Regions from separate parts of the Mus musculus genome. Here all the other regions are linked to region 4. Evidence: chromatin contacts called from public promoter capture Hi-C data. All regions are on one chromosome and are shown on one strand. Each heading gives the region's core, a stretch centred on a gene start, on an enhancer-like site or on the middle of the called end of the contact. The rest is flanking DNA. Distances are from core to core; before and after follow the strand shown.

The links. Promoter capture Hi-C pulls out the DNA fragments that hold promoters and counts their contacts.
Region 1: a promoter capture Hi-C map of pre-B cells shows a contact between it and region 4, with 4 times the contacts expected there. The contact joins the enhancer-like site here to the promoter of Acsl5 in region 4. A contact is called at or near these places in 4 of 39 promoter capture datasets (the 3T3-L1 cell line, liver, pre-B cells and 1 more) and 4 of 115 datasets of contacts at active chromatin or transcription factors (embryonic stem cells and large pre-B cells).
Region 2: a promoter capture Hi-C map of the 3T3-L1 cell line shows a contact between it and region 4, with 6 times the contacts expected there. The contact joins the enhancer-like site here to the promoter of Acsl5 in region 4. A contact is called at or near these places in 12 of 39 promoter capture datasets (the 3T3-L1 cell line, 3T3-L1-derived adipocytes, the C10 cell line and 8 more), 1 of 115 datasets of contacts at active chromatin or transcription factors (large pre-B cells) and 1 of 9 other capture datasets (macrophages).
Region 3: a contact with region 4 is called in a promoter capture Hi-C map of the HPC-7 cell line. The contact joins the promoter of Casp7 here to the promoter of Acsl5 in region 4. A contact is called at or near these places in 2 of 39 promoter capture datasets (the HPC-7 cell line and neutrophils), 1 of 115 datasets of contacts at active chromatin or transcription factors (pancreatic cancer cells) and 2 of 9 other capture datasets (adipose tissue and liver).

Annotation. Positions count from the first base shown.
Region 1 is chr19:54,113,664-54,116,521 of GRCm38.p6, forward strand. No RefSeq gene overlaps it. Among named protein-coding and RNA genes, the nearest start is that of Gm41865, 40 kb to the right of the region's middle. Within about 2 kb of position 1,353, at least 116 of the 459 cell types and tissues checked have an H3K27ac peak or open chromatin away from gene starts, as enhancers often do.
Region 2 is chr19:56,318,660-56,321,661 of GRCm38.p6, forward strand. Habp2 (hyaluronic acid binding protein 2) reads left to right here. Exons shown (of 13, transcript NM_001329935.1): 13 at 812-2,161. The coding sequence ends at 976. It overlaps Nrap (nebulin-related anchoring protein), which reads right to left. Exons shown (of 42, transcript NM_008733.4): 41 at 2,226-2,357; 42 at 1,382-1,643. The coding sequence ends at 1,536. Among named protein-coding and RNA genes, the nearest start is that of Gm32257, 31 kb to the left of the region's middle. Within about 2 kb of position 1,647, at least 44 of the 459 cell types and tissues checked have an H3K27ac peak or open chromatin away from gene starts, as enhancers often do. A contact at or near this core is called in the HPC-7 cell line, where this site is marked.
Region 3 is chr19:56,395,420-56,398,593 of GRCm38.p6, forward strand. Casp7 (caspase 7) reads left to right here and starts at 1,710. Exons shown (of 7, transcript NM_007611.2): 1 at 1,710-1,898.
Region 4 is chr19:55,252,101-55,255,146 of GRCm38.p6, forward strand. It overlaps Acsl5 (acyl-CoA synthetase long-chain family member 5), which reads left to right and starts at 1,269. Exons shown (of 22, transcript NM_027976.2): 1 at 1,269-2,066.

The sequences.
Region 1 (2,858 bases), core at 103-2,602, 1.1 Mb before region 4:
AGGGGACAGGGACAAAGGCCACTTCGGCTGTGCACTTGCTAAGTTGAAGATGCCCCATTGTCATTCAAGCAGAGGCCTCAAGAAGGAAGGCTGCTGTTGCAGGATATTTGATCTGCACTGGAAAAAATTTGCAGTGGTGTGGTTCAGCCCTAGAATACACCTTCAATACAAGAGCTTAATAAATTCAACGCTAAGTGAAGAGGTGGGGCAAGCAAGCAGCTGACAGGAAGTGAACATAGGTAAATGGAAAGGCCGGGCTTTGAGTTGAAGGGGATTTAAGAAGCAGGAGGAGCCTTTTCCTTCTGGGACCCTCGGTGGAGTAGGAAGGTCAGCTGGGTGCTTCCTCTTCCTGTCGGAGGTAGCAGGCTTTCACCCCAGCATCTAGCTTCTGAGTCTTCATTGGTAAAATTGAATGCTTGGGTTTTTTTTTTTTTTTTTTTTTTTAAACAACAGGCTGCAGGTGGGACTAGTCCTTAGAACATAGGAGTGCCCCATGAGAGATAGTTTTAAAATTTTGCCACCCCTAAGCATCCATGGTAGAACTAACATTACCACCTCAGCTCCTTTGCAGGTCTCCTGGGAGTGCCAGGCCCACCGAGGTGTTGAATTCTGTTCTCATGCCTTCTGTTGTTTACTTGTGATGTTAGTGTCCAGGAATCCCGGACCATAGGTAGTCATCGCAGGTGCCGTGGAACTAGGCTCATCGCAAGCTGGGGAGTGGAAGGGATGGTACACTTGAAGGCCAATGCAGGAGAATGGTCTACAGCTTCAGAAGTCCCGGGAGACCAGGGAAGCCAGCCCCGAGGAAGGAGATCAAAGATGTCAAAGATCAGTGAAAAATGGAATTGAATATTAAGAGAGACTGCTAAGAAAATCAATAGGAGCTAGCCAGGGAGGTGTTGAGGCTGGGCCATAAACACATAGGTTTAGGGAAGAGGGGCAGGGCAGGGCATTGTGGGCTCCCCGGAGAGGACAAACCCCTAACTTCGTGACTCTAATAGAGGAAAATGACAAGACACCATGGCAGAAATTGTCAACTATAGCCGACCTGTTTGCTTAGGACGGTATAAGAAGCTTGATTCTCCCTCCTTATACAAAGCTAGGGAGAAAATCTGTTTGCCTGCGGGAGAGACGGGGCCGGCTTCCCGTCCAAGTCTAGGCTTTACTGTTCTCTCCCTCTTGTCCAGCCTCAGCTCGCAGTCTCTCTTCTCCTTTGTCTCATAATTTGACACCCCTGAATTAGGCCAGCAATAGATAAACTGAGAATTAACTGTGTCCTAGTGCATAGTAGATGTGCTAGCGGGATAGGATCGTACTGGTGGATAAGTGTGTCCTGCTGGGATGGGCGTGTCCTGCTGGGATGGGCGTGTCCTGGTGTCAGCGGCAGCTTTCATTTCGCTCCCTGGCTGACACTGAACCAGGCTCAGCCACCTCTCATTTCTTCAGCAACTTCTTTGTTTACTTGGAGAATGAGAGGACATAGACCCCGGGGAGAGGAGAGTCTACACAGCGGTAAAGGGAAGAGGACGATGCTCACGTGACTCAGCACAGCCGTGCCTTTTAGTCTGAATGTCTTAAGCCATCAACTCACCAGTCCTAGTGAGAGTTGCAGATCTGCCTTTTGCGGATCTGCTGAGCTGTTGGGTGGATCGCCCTTCTTCTGATCTTCAGTCAGTGATGATTCTTGTCTCCCTTTACTATGGTTTGTGACTTTAAAAAAGAACGAAGTAAAGCAATACACACAAACTCTTCATAAAGACACTAGCCACGGCTATTACCCTTGACGCAAATTCATGCTGGTTTGCAATGAGGTGTGTGCATGCACCCCGGACCCTGGGGATCATGCCTGCCAGGCAGTGCCAAGCACTGGACTGTACCCTGCTGCAGGGTATTCAGCAGGACACCTGCACAGAGCAACAATCCCAGGCCAAAAAGAGCTGCACTTCCCAGCAGACAGTGTGAGGTGAAACTAAGAAAAGACTCTGCTATTTCATTGGAACTATCAACTTTAAAAAAAATAAAAAAACTCATAAATTACTGCTGATATTGTTTCTAATTCTGGATATGCTTAGGAAATATTTGGCAAATTGAACAAACACCGATGTGATGTAACCCTTCCTCTGAGCCCAGTGGGAAGAAAGTATTGCTGTATTGTGTTTTTACAAAAGGGACTGAGTTCAACAGCGAGACCCATCCTCAAAAGCTCCCTTACCAGGAACCAGGAATAGGCTTGTCAGGGCCATTTCTCTTTACAGAATCCTGTTTGGGCAATCAGCAGTTATTTCTGGGAGACTCTTGGGTGTAGAAACTGCCACGGTTCAGCAGAGGAAGGAAAGAGGGCTATAAGGACCTAACAATTCAAATCTAGAATTTATCCTTGAAAATGTCTCCTCAGAGGCACACAAAGCTATGAAAAAAGCTGTGCACACAAGCCCTCAGTGACAGACTGCCGAGCAAGGAACACCTGTGTGGCCCACAGACCTGTCCACGGAAGAGCTGTCCACAAACTAGGCACTCTCTCACAATGCAGTACTCAGGCACGGCTCTTAAAAACCAGGTAGACAACATGACTGGCTAAGCATGATCTGAACAAAGATGCTGTGGATAGACATGCTAATGTTGAACATGGGAAGCTCTGGGGGCCTCCACTCTAAAACTACAGGCAACTGAGGAGAGTCGAGAAGGTCTTCCCTACGGAAGGACACACACACACCTAACAATTTGGCTACATAACTGTGTATACTTATAATATTTGTGTGAGTATGAGTGTGTGTGTGTGTGTGTGTGTGTGTGTGTGTATAACAATAAACAGAGGTCACAGTTTTGAAAGAGACCAGGCAGAAGGAGGTACATGGGAA
Region 2 (3,002 bases), core at 397-2,896, 1.1 Mb after region 4:
TGGTTTTCCCTACGCTCTTGGAGGATAAGCAGGCTCACCAGGATCACAGTATGCTTGGTTTTCTATGAAGCTCAAGGGCTATGCTGAAGGGAAGCCAATAGCCATGGTTTTGAAACCTGATCTGTCTCGTATTATAGGACCTTGATCAATCCTTGAAAAAAAAAAATGTATCAAACTTCAGATAAAGTGCCTGCAAGATCACAAGGTATTGGCTATGATTAGGAAAGTAAAGTTATGTGACAAAAGCTATTAGTTGCGGCGACTAAGCAAGTTGTTTCCTTCTCTGCTTCCCTCCTGCCCATCTCTCTGCCCTGGCCTACACACTTCAGAAAGAATCACTACAGTCCTTCTCAGGAGCACAGTTCCTCTATGGTTCTCCACAGCACTCCACTGAAAAGGCAAGGCCTCAGGCCACACTGCTCAGCAGGCAGTAGGTTAAAGATATAGACTACCTCTGGGTCTCTGCCGTACTCCTTATCTGGGCCCGTCCAAACAAGCCATCACCCACCTTGGTCAGCTACTAAAAGAAGTTGAGGAACCCTGGGAATGGAAAATTCTAGAATTGAGAGTCAGGAACCATTACTTGCCCGCAGCACTGCGGCTGCAGTCCTGGGCTTCAAACTTTTTCCAAACTCAGGAACTGGAGCTGGGATTAGCTTCTCTCCCTTTGGAGCTGTGCATCATGGGAAGCTTGAGCACTGGTTCCTCCGAGAAGCCCAGGGTAGCTAGCAGGTGACTTGGCTCCACCCTCCCCTTGTAGGCGTGTCTGAATCAAGTTCACAAGGCTGAACCCCTTCTGCTCTCCCTTTAGGGTGACTCGGGGGGCCCTCTAACCTGTGAGAAGGATGGAACTTACTACGTCTACGGGATTGTAAGCTGGGGCCAGGAATGTGGGAAGAAGCCAGGAGTCTACACTCAAGTCACCAAGTTCCTGAATTGGATAAAGACCACCATGCACAGGGAGGCTGGCCTCTGAGGTGCTGTCTGCAGAGCCTTGAAGCCCCTCGTCTTTAGCACCAAACAAGAGGGGCTTCCTGCGTAGCCAGGGATGTCCTGGGTCCATGCTCTAGACAGAGGCATTGTTGCCCAGCCTGGGCCTTTCCAGACTGGCACTATATCATTTCATGAGGCCTTTTCTCTCTGGGAACCAACAAGAAATACATTATCTTTGCCCCCGTTCTGACAAGTGTACCTTCTAGATAACCAGAATTCAGAGACGTTCTCCACCATGGAGACTGCGAATCTGAGATCCCTGCTTGCCCCGCACCAGGAGATGTTTCCTTGACTCTTTATCTTTTGTCCATACCATCAGGGTCCTCCACAGAACCAGCCATTCTCATGCAGCCATCAGAGAGAAGCCCCCAAAACCACAAGCTCTTTGTTTGCTTTCAGAGTTGTTATTTTAATAAAGGCAGATGTGGGCACGGGGAGGGTGTGCCAGTTTTTTTTTTTTTTTAAAACACTCGCTCATCCAGACCAAAGCCACAGAGGCATGCCTTTGGCAAGCAGCCCTCAAGGGGGCTTCTTAAGGAGGCTCACATCAGCAGAGTCTTCTTCTTGTGGATATGCAGGATCTCCGAGGCATCCGGGTTCACCCCCCTGCTCTGATGATCTCCTAGCGCCGCTGCTGCCTCTGGCTCCACCTGCGGAAGCCACACATAGCGCCCCACCTCCACTGAGTTCACAGGAAACCCCGTTGCTGCTCCCACAAGCCGTGCTAAGATGCCCGGCAAACATCTAACGAGCTCCCCACCCCTCCTTTGTCCTCTCTTCCACCCCGGTCCAAGAAAAAGGATCCTCAAGGCAGAGATGAGAAGGAAGCAAAACCTGCTTCTCATTTAGATGTGCTGTCTCTCTCCTGAACAAAGTAGGGTTCAAAATGCAGACTGCTGGAGCCAGCAAGTCCCTGACCCTTTCCGCGAATGTAACGAGCAAGCAGTCAGCACAGCCTGGGCTGCCCTGGCCCGGGATTGATGTCGCCCTGGTAGGTTTGCCTCTGCAGAACTAATGGCTGTGACTTCAGAGGAAGCCCGCGGGAAGTTTAACCCAGGTGTCATCCGCCCGGTCATCTCAGACCCATGAAATTAGGCGCCTTGTTCGGCTGCCTTTCACGCTTCTTTAGAACTAGCTGACCTTTGGCCAAAAATAAACTTTGAAAAGCAACAACGGGTTTGTATTTCCCGTGGTCTCGCAAGGCAGGGTGCAGCTTGCGGCCTGTTACTCACAGAAGCCCCCCGGATCCCCGGGCCCCTCCTGTTGGCCAGTTCTGCAGCCCGTCGAGCCATTTCCACTTTGTAGGAGCCAGGAGGGGTCCAGCCAACACCTCGAGTCAGGTTCAAGTCAGATTTGTACTTGACCTTGAGGGAAGGAAGGAGCAAGAGGAAAGTCAGCAAGATTGGGTGCTTTGACAGTGGAGTGAGGGAGATTTAAAAGGCAGCCCGGAGATGCTGGACCACACTGACATCATTAAAGTCAGAACAAAGAGCGGTCATGTGATGCAGAGGACCTGAACAATAAGCCTGGCCAGCCACTATGCATTTGCTCCCAAAATTCCAGTTGGGTAATAAAATACCCTGGAGATACCTGGTTCAAGTCTGAGCTCCTATCTCTGTGTCCTTGTAAAACTCACCTCCCCTCTCTGAGCTTCAGTTGCAAATCAGGGAAAGCATAAAACTGGCTTCTGTAATTATCAAGACCCCATGGAAATAGCAGAACGGAACCACCATGGGCCCGAGCTTTCAGACCGGACAGCTGCTGAGGTGGCAGAGCACATGACCAACATGCATAAGGCCCTTGGCTCAATCCCCAGTACAAGTTAATTAATTAAGAAAAATAAGAAGTTGGGCTATGTCATCAAATACCCTGGGGCTGCCGCTTATTTCCTGTGTGATCTTAGGTTGCTTAATTTCACCTGGCTTGGGTTCCTTGTCTGTTAAAAAGGCCACACCACCCAATCCTGAGAAAGCATTTGGTACATTTGTGGCAGACTTGGGAATGTCTGT
Region 3 (3,174 bases), core at 460-2,959, 1.1 Mb after region 4:
TGCTTAGTGCGGTCACATGGCTGGGAACAGGGGTATAACTTAGCGAAGCTTCTTCTCTCCAAAGCCCTGGGGTTAAGCCATAACACCAAAGCTGGGGAGACCTAGGAGAGACATTCAGGAGAGAAATCACTTGCATTTAAGGTGTCAGTACAATATTACAGAGCGGAAGCTGCCATGGGTCTCTTCCCTTCTGTGCTTCCAGAAGTTTAAGAGTCGGTACTGTAATGATCCAGGCTGGGAGCAAGTAAGTGGATGTTCTCACGCCGACCCACAAGCAAGAACAGACAAGAGGTTTCCTGTGGTGCCGCCCTGCCTCTCCATCTGCGTGAGGGATGGATTCCTGTGTGCGGATGCGCCACGCATGCCACAGCACAGGCAAACCTTCTTGTGGATAGAACATCACTGTCCAGGCAACAGGACCCTGGTGCTGTCAGGTGGGCAGCTTCTCACATTCCTCACCACCAAATAAGTAGAGATTGGTTGTTAAATGTTCCACGTTTTAGGACTACCCTGGAAAAAGTCATGGTTTACACAAAGATAAATTATAGTGGAGATAGGATTTCTTCATTTTTCAAAGGACTGTCAGTTTTAAAAAGCAAATCACCATAGCGTGAGCCATGGCTTACCCCAACATTTGCCTCCACAGTTCAGGGACACTAGCATTATTAAATAAGAAGGAGGGCAGGCATATTAAGAATTGAAAGTGCCCATACTGGCTGAGATTCTAGAGTTAGTGCTAAAACTCTGGGGTTCAAGAAAAACCATGCTAGCAAATAAAATAGCCTTGATGGCTCCGGAGACCTGTAGGTCTGAGAATCGAGTATCTCTGGCGTTTTCACAAAGTTCTCTCACATAGCTTGCTTCAGTGTGAGTGAATGAGCTGTTCTGAGAACTCTAGGTGGAGGGGAGGAATTGGAAGCGTCTACAGATGGAAGCCCAGATCTGTCTGTCTGTCTGTCTGTGTCGAAGATGACATGAACAGGAACCCATGTTAGCTCACTGTCTGCTTCCTCAAACCTAGTGCCTGACACGGGAGGTAGCACACATGGATGATGATTTTGGCGCAATATCCGTGCAAGCTGGGTTTGGGAGGTATAAACGTGTTTAAGACAAAGTTCGCCCCCCTCCCCAACAACGTCTGGGAAGACATCAGACTAAAGCGACTGGTGGTGCACAGTATCTGGTCGAGAAGCAGCTTGTGTTAGGAAAAAGGTAAAAAACAAAAACAGAACGAGACAGGTGCCCCATCGCGGAGAGCAAGTCAGAATTTTGGGTCCATCTGCTGGGTAGACAGTTTTGTAGAATGCGTTCTCAGTGGAACTTTTGACGTTTACAGTTTTAGAGTCTCTTAGTACTCCTCTCTGGTGAGCGCGGGGAAATTTGCATATGTGGCATAGAGGAGGGGACAGGGATAGCCCCAATTTGCAGGGCCGCTCTCCTCCCGTGCCGGTGACGCTTGCCAACTTCGCAGAGGTCTGGACCAAGCGCGCAGTCATATTTTCAGAGAACTTAACAGATTTGCAGCAGGTAGCCCGGGGTCACGGTCACTTTTCTGGCTGGCAGTTTTGCAGAGCCCGCCAGTTCTGTAGGGAGCGCTCTATCTGCCCAGTTCCTGCAGCCGCAGGGGTCGCCCAAACGTCGCAGAGGGGGGGACGCAGCACGTGGGCGGCGAGGGCTTCCCGCGCGAGCTTCCCGCGCGAGCTTCTCCCGCGGCGGGCTCCGTAGCGCGCGTTCCCGCTCGCCCCCAGCTTTCCCGGGCTGCAGGCACAGCCCCGTCCGGCCCGCCCGCTCCTCCCCCTCCGCCTCTGGGACTTTTGCTTTCAGTTTTCCCAAAGCTGCCCTCGACCCTTGCGGAGGACGGACGCTGCCGTGGGCTCCTGGCCGCCGCCGTGGGAACGGTAACTTGGGCCGCCATCGCGGCTTTCCCTCCCCTCTTCCGCGAGCTCCTTCCTCCCGCGCGTCCCCGCCCAGAGTCCCCCTCCCTCCCGCAGGCTCGCAGAACTTGCTTGCAGGGCGCTGTGGCGCGGAAGGCTCTCCAACATGCCTGGCCATCGCCCGCTTTGCTCGGCACGGCGGTCCCTTGGTCTTCTGGACCAGGGTCTCACGACATCCGGTGCCATTCCGGATGTAACAGGGAAGAAAGAGCGGGTGTAGGGCAGTAGATGTGGTTGTTTGAACCCGCAAGGACTACCTTGTCAGACCGGGAACTTAGGCGCTGCCGGGTCCATTTAATGGGAATCTTGGGCGGTTCTGGTGGCTTGTGCTCAGGGAAAGAGGGAGTTAGGTGCATAGGTCTTTAACCTAGGCGAAGTGTGCTTGAAACACTCTTTCTTGTCTGGGGACCCTTGCATCGGGACTCTTAGACTCTTACAGTGACTTAAGACTGGTGAAAAACTGGCAAGCGACACTTGTCAGTATGAGCTCCAGGCGACACCTCACCTTTACTCCTTGGCCTTTCGGGTTTATGGGGAAGTAAGTTTATTAGTAGGCACAGGCGGTGTTTGTAAGCAGTTCACAGGCCTTTCTCTTGAGCTGAGATAACTGATAAGGCCCTGGTTTTCTGTTGACAAGCTGTTTCTTCCTTCAGATTTTGGCCAGCGTAACCTTACACCCCTGTCCATATTGTTAAAGCCTAGCATTACAATCTGCCACTCTGCAACCTCCTATAGGACATGGGCAAAGTCTCTAGTTCCCTCATGGTGTGAACCTCAGGTGACACTGATGGGTTGGGTGGCAGCCTCGGGACTTTTTCACTTAAGGAAGTATGCATTTGGGCAGGAGGTGAGCCTGTTCAATGTTGCTGTGTTTGGGAAGCAGGCAGCCTGTTTCCTCAGGAAGACCCACCTCAATCAACTTGCTTAGCCTGCTTTCTCTTGCTGGGATAAACACCATGACCATAGAGAGGAAAGGCTTTATTTCATTTGACGACTTCAGGTCACAGTCTGTCATTGAGGGAAGTCGAGGCAGGAGCCTGGAGGCAGGAAATCTGATTACTCACTCAGCTACCATTAGTACACAGCCTGTGGATGGTACCACTACAGTGGGCTGGGCCCTCCCCTCCCACACCAGCCATTGGTCAAGGCACTTCCCTATAGACATAGCCACAGGCCATTGTGATCTGGGCAATTCCTCAAGTGAGATTTCCTGTTCCCTGGTGATATTAGGCTGTGTCAA
Region 4 (3,046 bases), core at 19-2,518:
GGCTAGAGGGAGTAGATAGATATGGCGGGGGAGAAAGTGAGTGTGTATTCATCTGTAACCTGACTAAAGCTCTTTCATAACAGGGGTGATAATCTCTCAGCTCACTTGTGTGGGAGGCAAAGAAAGATGTCAATTTGAAAGGAAAACATTTGAGCCACTTGACTCTTAGAAGAGGAAAAAAAAATCAAAAGAATTGGAAGAGAATGTGAGGGTATAAAGCCTTTTGTAAAGGGTAAAGTTGGAGCAAGGATGCAGGTTTCTTTCATCTTCCATTCAGAAATTCTTAAGAGGAGCCACTTAACAATTGTTGATGTCTCCGGAGGGAGGAAGGACTTCCGGGTTGTGACACTCTTAGGGTCTGGAAAGCATCCTAAAGGCAGGGTATGTGGTGACATTAGGAGCATCTCCTATAAGGGGAGTAGTATGCCTAACCCACTAGTATAGCTAGTGGTAGAGCTATAGTTGACCTAGTCTGTCTCTACGGTCTGCTCCATCGTATAGAAATCTTGGGCGATGTCAGAATCCTCCCCATGTGGGAAACATTTAGAGTGTCATTACCATGCGGTGGAACTGGATGGAAAGACAAGACAACAAGATCTTAGAATGACCCAGCCCTTGCTGAAACGGACACTTAATTCTAGAGATCCATGACGTCAAAAACAACAATTAGACTAGTTGGTGTGCTCCTGCTATGGGAGATGGGATAAAACAGGACTTAGAAACCAGAGATAGATATCCTAGATAGACATCTGAGGCTTGGCATGCACTTTCCCACCTGAGGTTTTCCTGGGGGGGGGGGGGACGCCGGGGGGGGGGGGGAGAAAAGTCTCCTGGGAAGCTGAGCTCCAAAATTAAACAAAAGCTAGAGGCACCTCTATCCGTCCTTCCCAAGGGGTCAGACCTGCAGGTCTCTGAGGTGTGGCACCGGTTTGTTTTTCCTGGTCTTTATAGCAGGGGTGGGTGGGTATGGGGTGCTCTCTGCACAAAGAAGGAATCCTAAGGTAGGCTAGCACTCTAGTGAAGTCTTCACCTTGAACTTCCTGTCAATCCTTGGAGGGATCAAGGCCGGGAAAATGCTACTTGATTCTGCGTGTCGTGAGGTTGCAGCGGGAGTGGGGGAGAGGGAGGGGGCAGAACCTGTCATCTCTCTTCCAATTCTGAGACCGAGGTCTCCTTGTGTCCCTGGGAGACCAGAACCTCAAAGGGTGATCGATTAAGACAACTGTGAACCCGGATAATGCTGAGGTGTAAGAGGGGTCACAGAACACATTTCATCCTTAAACTTGGCGGGGTGAGAGCCGGAGCTGAGCTGGTGTGTCTGCGGAAAGGGAGCCACTTCAACTGAATGGCTCTCTGCCCCCGTGGTTCCTGGCTTATTTATCTATTCTGTTGTCTCTGCGAGGTGCAGAGGTGCCTGGCTTTTTGAATCAGGGAGGTCTGGGGACTGGCGAAAGGAGCTACACAGAGAAAGAGACAGTCGTGCTGCATCTAACCTAAGGGCGGAGGTCCCTCTAGCTGGACTTTCCTGTCCTGCGAACGCAGCGGGGAACAACGTCACCTCCGTTTCTCTGGCAATGAACCCAGGGCCACCTCAACTCGTTTTCATTTGGATTTTCATCTTGGAGAAGAGCTAGTGGGACCAGCGGGAGCAGGTGGACTGTGTTGATGCAAAGGTGGCTCGTGTTTCAGCCCCTGGGGATTGAGGTTAAAGGCTTTGAAAACCGGCTAGGGTAGCTTTGGATATCTGTCTCCTCCTAGTCAAAAGCGGTTCCACTTTCAGTTGTGAAGGAGGAGGGAAAAAAAAGCCAAACCAGGAAGTGAAGTCCCCAGCACCAGCATGTCAGAAAGCCCGGCTATGGCCTGGCTGGGACAGATCAGGGCAGGGCAGAAGTGGGGCCACTAGCCAGGCTGCCTGCCTGCCTGCCTGCATGGACGCTCTGAAGTCACCCTGCCCGCGGAGAAGCCCGGGGTGAGGAAGGGAGGACCGAGGCTCTCCTGCCAGCAAGAAGCCGGAGCCAGAAAGCCTCACTCGGAAGCTCCAAGGCGTGCGTGCGGCCCTTCCCAGGGTAAGGGATCTGGAGCCGGGTGTGATCCTAGGACGGGGCTCCTGCACGCGTGACAGAGGCATCCCAAATCCCTCCTCCCTGCCCACTTCAGGAAGCTGCTTGGAATTCAAAGCTTGCTGTGCCTCCACGTGTGCGCGCCATGCTCTCTCTGCCTGGGAGTGGAGGGCTCCTCTGCATCAGGAGGGATGAGGGGAAGGAGGAAGAGGACACAGGGAGGGACTTTCTCTTAAGGGGTGGAATACAAGCAGAGACCTTTTGGCAGACCCGAGCACGTGGCGGCATAGCTCCCTGGGGTGGGCTGGGGGGTGGGGGTGGGGGGTTAACCCTGATTTTCACTGAGTTTTGACTCCCTCTGATGGTAAGAGCTAAGGAATCAGTCCAAAGAGATGGAGATACAGGCCGAATGAAGCTGGGTCTCTTTTCAGAGCTATAAACACTGGTTAGACCTAAGATGCTCTTAAAGGGTTTTGGGAGCCTTGAAAAGGGGCTGCAGGAGCTGGGCTTTGATACCTCCTAGTGGTATCGCCCCTCCCCCTCCCCTTTGACAGTCTAGTCTGAATGGCAGGGTTGAATCTAAACTTCCTACTTACAGTTGATTGGTGCCTTGTAAGAGGCAGGGTCTAAAATAAAATAAAGCATTGGTCAGGTTTAAAAACTGGAGATAGAAGGCAGTGGATTCTGACCCCGCCCTCTGTGTGCACATGGCAGTTATTTCAGGTAATTTTAGAATTCACCTTGGAAGGAACAGTATAAAATCTTGTGAGCATCACTCATGTGTCCGTCTCTACCAATGAAAGGCACAATAGACTAAATAAAACAATAGCTGTAAATGCAGGCGCTTTGAGAAAAGCAGGTAGCTTACTTAGGCAGGCGAAGTAGCTGGTGTATTTATGGGATATTGGTGTTGGAGACACTAGAAAAAATTGCAGCTCCTATAACCCAGAGAAGCATATTCAATTTAATTAAAAAAAATACTGTTC